Linked DNA regions of Danio rerio: region 1 is linked to region 2. The links are chromatin contacts, called in public Hi-C maps. All regions are on one chromosome and are shown on one strand. The core of a region is the stretch at or near the end of the contact, and the rest is flanking DNA. Distances in the headings are between cores, read along the strand shown. Region 1 holds the start of si:dkey-60a16.1. Region 2 holds the start of papola (poly(A) polymerase alpha).

The links. Hi-C and Micro-C count contacts between places; a contact is called where the count stands out from the background.
Region 1: a contact with region 2 is called in a Hi-C map of hematopoietic stem cells, with 3 times the contacts expected there. The contact joins the promoter of si:dkey-60a16.1 here to the promoter of papola in region 2. A contact is called at or near these places in 1 of 18 Hi-C or Micro-C datasets (hematopoietic stem cells) and 1 of 4 datasets of contacts at active chromatin or transcription factors (embryo).

What each region holds. Positions count from the first base shown.
Region 1 is chr20:5,214,360-5,220,020 of GRCz12tu, forward strand. si:dkey-60a16.1 reads left to right here and starts at 2,082. Exons shown (of 5, transcript XR_012396312.1): 1 at 2,082-2,353; 2 at 2,458-2,779; 3 at 4,005-4,134; 4 at 5,408-5,661.
Region 2 is chr20:4,877,366-4,882,960 of GRCz12tu, forward strand. It overlaps papola (poly(A) polymerase alpha), which reads right to left and starts at 4,084. Exons shown (of 23, transcript NM_205758.2): 1 at 3,906-4,084; 2 at 2,316-2,486; 3 at 12-78. The coding sequence starts at 3,913. LOC141379521 (a long non-coding RNA gene) reads left to right here and starts at 3,504. Exons shown (of 5, transcript XR_012396329.1): 1 at 3,504-3,571; 2 at 5,343-5,421; 3 at 5,541-5,595.

The DNA.
Region 1 (5,661 bases), core at 832-3,331, 330 kb after region 2:
TGGAATTTGGACGTACTACATCCGCCATTTTGTCATGGCCACGTGACCTACCAGCATCAGTTGCATCGCTTAACTTCCATTCATGAATTCGCTCGCGGGGCATCATGGGATAGCGCAGTATGCATGGGATGCGCACTCCTGAATCTCGCCGGAAGTAGTAAGTCATTCGGGTATTTCTCGTATACTTATTTTCGAATTCTATGAATTCGGACATACTACTCGGCTCGCATACTGATTTTGGCGTACTATATAGTATGGAAGTATGCGGTTTCGGACGCAGCCAGCGCGTTGAAGTATGAATGTACAGCGTTGCATGCGCCGTGGGTTACGCCGGTCACTTGACGCAAAAGTATAAACCAGGCTTTAAATGTAAATGTGCTGCTTCTCCCTGTCTATTGTTCCCACGTGCGTGTCTGCTTCTCATCATGCGTTACCTCAGATAAACAGCAGTCAGTGATAGTCAGACATGAATTAAGCTGAAATAAAGCTCATCAAAAATAGCAAGTAAGTTTATTTCATGTATTTGTGGTGGAGTCTATTCAAGCCTTTCTGAAATGATGAGTCTCACACAAATGCCATTTGCAGTACACACACAAATGTTAGTGTTTACTGACACCTTGCGGCTGTGGTGATTATAGCGGTTAAGAATTAAATAGCAATTTTACTTTATTATATTACAAACGTTCTTTTTTTAAAACGTTTAAAACTTATAAAAATCACAGAGAGTTGGCACAAATATTTGAATCCCAGTTTATTGGCAAAAAATGTTCTGTGACCGTGTGTAAACATGCTATTGTAGAAACATGGTGCCTGTCAATCAATTCAGTGAGCAGGGAAAATTGCATTTCTACAGCACGTTGCAATAGGCCTCAAAATCTCTAGGATTTGGGTCCTATTTTATGGTCAGGAAATTTTTTAAAAAGACTTGTTGTGTTTATATCACTCCAATATGACTGTGGACAGACTATATCTGCACACAGTCCTTTCCAAACAGCCTACAAACGTTGATTTTCATCATTAAAGTGCAATTTGAAGGCTTACCTACAGGTTAACTATGCAAGTTAATTAGTCAAGATGCTAGACGTTTTGATGTCTGTAACTAGAATTTTACAGGGGCTAATAATATTGACTGTTTGTACTTTATTTTTTATATATTATTATACCACCCAAAAAGTGCACCTATGGTGAAAAAAAAACGTTTCAAGCTGTTTGGACACACATATGTGTTGGTATAGTGTATAGACCGTCATATTGGGGTGATATAGACACACCCAGTCCTTTTTTTTTCAATTTAACAATATAAAACGGTGGACCAATTGGATCGGTTTTCAGGCCGACCGCAACTTGATGTAGGAGTGCGGTCCCCCTGCCCAGCGAATTGATTGACAGCTGCGTATTAACATGTCCCGGTAGTCACGTGTATAATCATATCAACAAGACGGGACGTGCGCAAAATAAAAGGTCTGTTCAGTTTGCTAGGATCATTAATCATCATCAAATGTGATCAAGAGTGAGTTTCACAAGTTTGAAATGTTTCAAAACAGTGCACGTGTGTAATGAATTACAGCGATTTAAAGGTTTTAGCTGGTCATCTCCCAGCCTGACCAGCTAAGACCAGGCTGGAAATGGCTGGAAACCATCCTGGAAGTGGCCAAAACCCCTCTGAGACCAGCCTGGTCGACCAGCTAAAACCAGCCTAGGCTGGTTTAAGCTGTTTTTTTCAGTATGGATATTGTACTATTTATCCTGCCCTTTCTCTAAAGCTGCTTTGAAGCCACTATTAGACACACGTGCTACAGAAATAAAGATGACTTGACATTTTTCAATCTGCTGTTCAAAAACGGTAAAAGATATTGGTAAAAATCAGCTTGCTGTTTTTGTGTAACGCAGAACATGACACAATGCTAACTTTTAAGCAGTACTGCCATCTTGTGGGGTTTCACAGCATAATTTTAAATATAACCCAGCAAATATTACTTTCTCCTGATGGAGTAAGAGGAAAATAGTACAGAAGAGGGCAGTAATGATACAAACAGGATGCCAGCTGCCGTTAAAACCTAAAGAAGAAGATGAAGAAGGACACTAGTTTACTTCCGCCGATCGTACTAAATGTGTTAATGCTTCATGTCAAAGACCATAGAATACCTTAAAGGGACTTTGTTCATTTAGTAAAGCGTGTTTATGTTCGCGTCGAGTACATAACCATGACGTGTAAGCGTTCGAAAACGACGTTTCAAAGACGGGAGCGCAGTAGCAAGTTCCACTGCTGTGTCCCGCAATGTACAGCATCTTCCAAGTTCAACTCAGTCCTCAGTTTCCACACGTTTCCCAAAGACAAAGATGCGCAGGAGAGGTGGGTGGTTAATATTCGACGGGACAATTTTAAAGTTACCCCAAAGAAACGGGTGTGTAGCCGACATTTCAAATGCAGCGACCTGATCGAGCCTTTAACTTCAGTTGGACACAGGCGTTTGGAGAAAGGAGCCATCCCGGTGCTTTTTCACTGGAACAACTTCACCGCCCCAGCCGAACAGCCTGCAGTTTTGGAAAGGATAAAAACAGACCAACTGCATAGTGATGATGATGACCCTTCTATGGATGCGATTGCTCACACTTCTCACCTTGATTCCATCCCCACCTCTGCAGCTCGAGACCACACTGAGGATCTACTTGTGGAAATTGCGAGTCTCCGAAAACACATAGAGGAGATTTCCCTGAGCAGCAGGTTTTGTTTGGAGAGGTTCGCCGCATCCGATGATGACATTAGGTTTTACACCAGGTAGGCTGACGATGTCAACAGTACGGTTTTGACATACTTTCTCCATCATATAACAATAAAAAATAAACAATTGTTTCAGTCTTAACACAATATATCCCCATAGAGGGAAATATTATTGGAATAAAAAAAATTATTGATATTAATTGGAATGCTACCTGGTCAATACCCATTAAATTTAGCCTTTTTTAAATAAAGTTAAAGGAGTGGACTTTAAAATACTTCACAAAATGAATCCTTGTAAATTACTTTATATAAATTCATGAATATTAATAATGCTTGCACATTTTGTAATATACATGAGGATTAGCTATCTTTTGTATAACTGTGATGTCTCTTAAATTTTGGAATGATGCTAGAGACGTGCTATTTGGGCAAAGAAATGTTAATGACAGGCTCTCTTTAAAACATGTAATTTGCACTTTTTCCACACACAAAAAGAACATTCGAGTCTGTTGTTAACTTCTACATCTTACAAGGTAAATATGTTATTCATGAACAGAAATTTGCAAAATTTACACCAAAATGTAATATCTTTTTATTAGAAATGGAAACTTTGAAAAAGTCTCTAATGCAAATTAAAAACAAAATATTTGATTTAATGTTAGATTTCATGATTTTTCTCTGGTACTGATCCCCCGCTGTAGTCTGATTGTATACTAAGTTATTATTTTTGTTTCTATGTATATAAGTATTTTTCAATACTTTTTTTTTTCAATACTTTTTTTTCCTCAGATATATCTGCTTATAGGGCGGCAGAAAAGAGGACCGCGACACCTCACTTGTGACATAACCGGTCACTTTCGTTTTCACATTGGGATTGAGGGCAGCGTAATCGTCCTCAGCCTAGAGCGGCAGTTCAGCTTGCTCCGGCCCTGACCATAAGCTTTTATTTCAGTATGTTGATGTACTTCCAACTGGAACTAAATATAGTGTGGGATCGGGGCTTTCTTTTTGCACATTATTCCCTCGTAGCAAAACTAACAGTAAGAGAGGCGTGGTTAAGAATAATTTAGCTGAAGCAATCAAACTGAAGTCAACAGGGAAGGGCTGCCACTCCAAATGTGAAAGCAAACAGTCAGACTTCGATTGAGGATTAACAAAACAAACCTTTTGGATTAACTTGTATGGATTAATTGTTCACCATAACAATGTGCGCTAGCAAATTACGGTAAATTTTGATTTCACACAACTTTCTCAAGACTGTCGATATTAATATGTTCCACAGGTTTGCGACTCTTGCCCACCTAATGGCCTTTTGGAGGTTGGTTGAGCCAGCAGCTGGCAAGGTTGTGCAAATGAGCAGAGCACGGGCTGCCGCCAACATAGATGAGCTCCCTCACACTGCCGGTGCAACGGTAAATGTATTAATCTGCATTTAAATCAGTTGATATTAGGGCTGCACAATATATCGCTTCAACATCGATATCGCAATGTGCCCATCCACATTACATTGCCGGATCTGCAATGTACACTACCTGACAAAAGTCTTGTCGCCTATTCAAGTTTTAGGAACGGCAAATAATAATTCAACTTCTAGTTGATCATTTGGTAACAGAAGGGACTAATATGAAAGGCAAAGGCCTCTAGATTACGCCTATTTTATCAAAATAAGACACAATCATGCTTTGATTTTTAATTAGTTAATTAGGACAGTAAGATCTGACTTTGCTTAGACAAAAGTCTTGTCACTGAACAGAAACTATGTACAGTATAGAACAGTGGTTCTCAAACTGTGGCACGCAGTCTTCCTTCTAGTGGTACACGGAGGAATGAAATATGTCATTTACATGCTACATATATTTCAAAATTGTATAGAAATATCTATAAACTATCTATAAAATATCTATTAAATAACAAAAAACTAATCTTATAAGTGGTCAGGAACTTATAAATAAATAACTCATGAAAGAATAAAGTTACGGTTAAACCAAGCACACCATTGTTTTTCTTGGGAAATTCCTAATACGTTTGATGCGTCACATGACCCTCTTCCTACTGAAAAAACAAAAGTTGGATCCAAGATGGCCGACTTTAAAATGGCCACCATGGTCACCACCCATCTTGAAAAGTTTGCCCCCTCACATATACTAATGTGCCACAAACAGAACATTGTTATCACCAACCATTCCCATTTTATTAAGGTGTGTCCATATAAATGGCCCACCCTGTACAATAACTTGCCTAATTACCCTAACCTGCCTAGTTACCCTAATTAACCTGGTTAAGCCTTTAAATGTCACTTTAAGCTGTATAGAAGTGTCCTGAAAAAATCTCACTTCAACTGCAGTAACAAAATACAAAACATAGCTCGTCGACATATAGTGCTGTAGCACTTCAGGGCGTCCCGAGTTCGAATCCCGGCTTAAGGACATTTCCCGTCCTCAACCCCTCTCCCTCTCCCACTTCGCTTCCTGTCTAAAATAATGTCCTATCCACTTAATAAAGGCCAAAACTAAATCTTTAAAAAAAAGTATTTTAAATAGCCACTTAAGAGCTGAAATGAGCTGTCCACGCATGTGGCCACTAAGCCCTAGGAGGTTAAGATAATGCATTGTTATTTTACAGTCAAACCTTCTTTGCCTTTGTACCTAGTTCTGACTTTGTAACTGATTTGTCTTATTTTCACAGTCTCTTCAACCCATTGATGAGTTTTTCCTGTTCATGACCTTCCTATCATTGGGCCTGATGCAGAGGGATTTGGCCCACAGATTCAGAATCCACCAATCCGCTGTGAGCCGCATCATCAACACATGGGCTACATTTCTGGATATGGTCCTCAGAGCTGTGGACATTTGGCTGGACAAGAAGACAGTCAAAGCTCACATGCCTGCCGTTTTCCAGCATTACACTGACACCCAGGTGATTTTGTACTGTGCTGAACT
Region 2 (5,595 bases), core at 2,834-5,333:
CAATGAGATACCTTCGCTTCACTGACTTCCCGGATCCAAAACTTAACCAATGTATTTAACTTCCCGAGCACCAGGATTCTGTGAATACACAGACACACACACAAACTCCTTAGACAACAATCTGGTGAAGCCTAAATCATTAACAGGGGTCCGTTCTTCGTACGTGGATTACTCAGTTAGCTGGATTTGGATAATGACGATGACACGATCCAGGATCGTTTCGTTCTTCAAAGCTGATCTGAGAGTTATTAAGTTATAGTTATTAATAAAATAAATAAAGTTATATATATATTAATAAGACTTATGCAATCTGCACCCTCGAAATGAAAGTACAAAGACTGCCACCTTGTGGTGCAAAGAGAAAACTTATTGATATGAACTTTTTAGATCGCTTTAGTACAAATTGTGTATGATAATAGAAATGCAGAATATGTGACTTTTTAAAAAAAGAAATAATACATTAATGCAGACATAAAGATCTTTTGGCAGTTAATATGCCAGTGGTTATGCTTCACAAAAGTTGCAGACGCCTTTACCAATATCAAAATGCTTTTGTAAACATCCAGTTATTCCATACAGCGATAAAAAAAAAAGGCTACTAAAGAAAATCTTTTTTAACTGTAGAACTAAATACATTGATATGCACTGAAATACATAATAAATACTCTTGACACATGAAAGAGTAAAGCCTGCAGCTCACAACAAATGTGGAAGGTTATTGCGTGTCATATTTAACAAGCCGTTTACTGCGAATTTGATGTAATTTTGCTCACATGGATAATTGAATATTAATCAGATGATGTCATTACGCTGCTGTGCTGTCAGCCAATCGTTGCATTGCTGATCATGATTTCGAGGATCGATAGATCTGTCCTTCATAACACACGCAGCGATCTCAGATCAGTTCATCCAGACATTCTAATCTGATTCGCGAACTTGTTTAAAGAACCAAATTAGCGAGAGATCACTTATCGAGATGAAAAGATCCAGGATCTGCCAAATCATTTTAGATCATTTAAGTGAGGTACGAAGAACGAACCCCAGGAGCGATTTACCGACCAGCCTGTGATTATCAGGTGCTGTTCAGATTAGGGTTGTAACGGTATGAATTTTTCACGATATGATAATCGTCTAAAACAATACCACGGTTTGACGGTTTCGCGGTATACGGTATGTTACAAATGTTACAAAATAATAGAACAGTGAAGCAAATTTGACTTTTTCCAAATAATATATTTTTAGTTACTATAAACAACACCACTTACAATGAACAAATAAAAATAAGAAAATAATAAATAATGTGTCAAAGTCCAAATAAAGTCCAAATAAACATGGTGCAAATCCTCAGTAAAAAATAGATATAAATATTTACTATACTATGAATAGTTACATAACGAAACTAGATTCAATATGGAACATCCTTAGGTTTTATGTGCCAGCATGGATATGGTTGTCTATCGATATGGATTTGGATATGGTTGTCTGAAATGCAGACAAACAGCTGCATCTTCATTTGCGTCTTTTGAAAACAGCAAGAGCAGCAGTTCGTCTTTGCTGTGTCACTGTTTTGTCATGTTTCTGTGCTGCTGTGCATGCAAAAGTACTTAGTATGAGAATTATTTCATGCAAAACTTTTTTTTTTTTTGCGTTTTATTTAGCCGCGCATAAATGTATGCCTATCTCTCATTCCGTGTTGTTCAAAAAGCTTGGTCCACAAACAAAAGCGAAACCTATGCTTATTGGTTGTGATATAGCGAGTTTGAACCAATCTGGGCATGGAGGAGGGACAATGCATCAATGTATCATGTCTGGTTTGTCCGGAGACACAGTGACGAGCGTTTCTTTGTCAAATCAGCGTTGTCAAATGTTGATGACGTAACCACACTGATTCCGGAGCCTCTGAAAGTCTGCGAATGTTATGTGATGCAGCACTGGAAAGCTGAGATTCTCTTCTTTATGCCAATCTTTGAATTGTATGAATCGGATCAGCGGATCAAAAGTTATTAAACATTTAAGAGCAATACTTATTTTTAGCCGCGGGCGGCTGTCTCGGTCTTTAAGGGTTAAAACCGTTGATATGCAATTGTTCATGGTATGATAATCGTGCACGTTCAAATCGTGGTAAACCGTCATACCGGTATATTGTTACAACCCTAGTTCAGATCCTAAGTAATTGGTTCGTATGTGTTTGATTAGGATTGGAGCTGAACTCTGTAGGTAGGTAGATCTCCGGGAACGTGGTTGAGCACCCGTCCTTTAGCTGTTCAAGTGGAGCAACCACAGACAGTTGATTTGTTGAAGTGCATCTTATTTACCTGCGCTGCAGCTCCAGCTCCTCCTCAAAGACGCCGAAAGGTCGGAGAGTCTCTGTCAGCTTCCGCGTGAGAACCAGATCAGCCTCTTTAGGCGGTGCCAAGCTGATAGGAGATGTGATCCCATAATGTTTTGGGGTCGGCTGGGCAGTTTGCACCTGGCTGGTAATTGGACTGCAGATAAATGAACAACAACAAAAAAAAGTCAGACTTGCTATAAACATTCTGTAGTACTGAAACTATTTTTTTTTTGATTGATTTACTACCGAGCGTTGCGCGTGCTACTTATGCGCCCTTGTTTAACCGCCTGCTGCACCTTGCGTTTTACATCAGTCGTGTCTTTTTCATTCTCCAATCGAATTAAAGCTGAGGTTTTTGTTGACAATACCACCTAAAGAATAGCAATGCGCTAGCAAAGTAAACATTGGCTGTTTCTCAATATGCGTTCTTCAGCAATCTTGCGTCCCCGTGTTCTTGTGTAAGTTCAGTTCCAATACTCAAGACCGCAAATACAGAGGACGCGTGAAACTTCCTGGATGTGTTCTTGATATCAATGACACACCAATGCAGACGTGAGCACCGATCTCGCTCTAGAAGTCATTACGACTGGAGTTGGGAAGCGCAGCATTATATTTAGATTTATTATTAAAGTTCAGAGGTATAATTTATTTGCCTCAGGAGCTTCCCTAAATGAAACGGTGAATATAAACATCACCATGGACATCTTGATAAAGGCATAAACACATTAAGGGTGTTTGTTTGCTGAAATTTGTATTAAAATATGTTTTATTTATATTGTGCAACGTATATTTGTAGCCTTTATTGATAGTGTATATTTTGAAAAGGGGAAAGACAATAAATCGTTGTATGAATGCTGTAATGTTTAAATAATTTACCATTAAAAACGCGTGAAGGTCACGTGACCATCAGGAAGAGCGCAGCATCTCATTTCTCACAGGACGCGTTCTCTGTTCTCCTGCTTTCCAGAGTTCGTTCTTCCGAGGAGACCTGGCAGGACCGGTCTCCACAAGAACGCAAGTACGTTCTCAGCGTTCTTGAAATTGAAAAACAGCCTATCAGTTTATGACGTCATGTCTCTCCGCTCGCGTTTATCCCCCAAGGTCTCGCGCAATTAGCGAGCGCAAACGCAATGTCAAGATAAATATAAATCATGTAACGCTAGAGCTCCATGCGTTCAAATCTGTGCCGCTAGACAACGTTACACCTGAATGCTCCGGTGAAGGGTATTAGTATAAAAGGTGACTGACCCACATCAACATATGCACTACATATCTGAACTAAGTACACAAACCTCTGAATGCTTCAGATTTAAAGTCTATATAAATAAGCCGGAGCGCTTACTCTGAGCTAAGCCTCTCCATCTGACGGTTTTTGCTTCATTCATGTTATTAGCAATGCTTCATGACATGTTTGCTGTCAAAACGAATGCATCAAAAACTAGTCCAACGACTACACAGCTGCGTCGAATGTTTTGATTAGGGTGTCGTGTTTGCGACCGATTCGTGACATAAGGCCCAGGACCTCGCGTTTGCTTTTCAACACACTGTCTTTGAGCTCCGTCGACATACTTACAAAGGCATTGTGGAAATGTCCGGCTTAAGAGAAGCTGAGAAGCAGGTTACACTCCGCCATTGTCTTCCAGCCTGTCATGAACTGTTATTAAGGCATTTAAGTTGTTTCTTTTGTTTGAACTAACATGGCGCTCCGGCAACAGCAACTGCCAATTGGTACGGGAAGTGACGCCATGACGCATGCCTCGCTGACGCTGTCCGACATGCGTCATGTGTTTTTTAACCTGTTCTCTCTCTCTCTCTCTCTCTCTCTCTCTCTCTCTAATCAATTCAATTCAATAGTTGCTGTATTGGCATTGCAAATGTATTGCCAAAGCATTTATAGAGTTTACATAAAAAAGTAACATACATATATAATTAAAACAGTGCACACAATATATAGTAGTAGTAGTAGTAAAAAATGTATAAATTAAAAGAAAATGAATAAATATAGTGTATAGATACAAGTACAGCTTGCTTGCTTTTATACAATATTTTAAATATATTGCTAAGAAATTTAAAAAAATTAAATTGTTATTAATAATATATAATAAGTAATATTTAATATATTAATATATAATTAATATATAATTAAATGTATGCAATTATATATATATATATATATATATATATATATATATATATATATATATATATATATATATATATATAATTTTATATATATATTTTTTTTGATAGAGCAAATAAAAATCTTTTCTGTCTGAGCCGTTTCACAGAATCCTTAGCCTTTAGTCCTTTATAATTCTAAACTTTAATTTATAATGGTCTTAAAAATGTCTTAAAAAGTCTTAAATTTAACTTTCAGAAACCCTGAGATTCTTCAAATAAATTATTGACTTCTGCTGTCTTCATTAGCTTCAAAAACACAGATTTACCATTTAAAATGGCATCTTTGGATATCTTTTCTGCTGGAGATACTGTTGTCCTTAAAAACTAAAAACTAAACGTAAATAAAAAAAAATCGTACTCATACCTTGGGATAGTTTTAGCAGAAAATTTTGACGGTTTTAAAACCTTGACTTTTCCAAACCACAGTATTTAAACACGGTTATCGTCCCATGCCTAATATACACCCTATGTATTTTGTTTTTATTTATTTTGCTGTTATTTTCTTATCACTCAATCTTCTTTTCTAGATTTTTAATGCAATATCTACATTCAATTCATTCCAAACTAAAAAATAGTAAATAAACAATTTTGTTTTTAAAACTAAATCTTCATCTGGTTTAATAGCTCTATTGATATATGATTGGGGGATGGGGGACACCACCTATTTGTTAGACCCTCACCATACAAAACATTATAGAAAAGTATGTTGAAACTTCTAGGTATTTATTGGGAGCTCTTAAATTTCCTAAGGGCCTGCTTATTGTTTAAGGCTACGTCTACACTAATCCAGATTGCCTAATAAGTCAATTCTGTCATTACTGTCACTTAGGTACACCTTACTCGTACTGGGTTGTATCCCCTTTTGCCTTCAGAACTGCCTTAATTCTTCATGGCATACATACAACAAGGTACTGTAAATATTCCTCAGAGATTTAGCTCCATATTGGCATGATAGCATCACACAGTTGCTGCAGATTTGTCGGCTGCACATCCATGATGTAAATCTCCCGTTCCACACATCCCAAAGGTGCTCTGAGATCTGGCGACTGTGGAGGCCCATTGAGTACAGTGAACTCATTGTC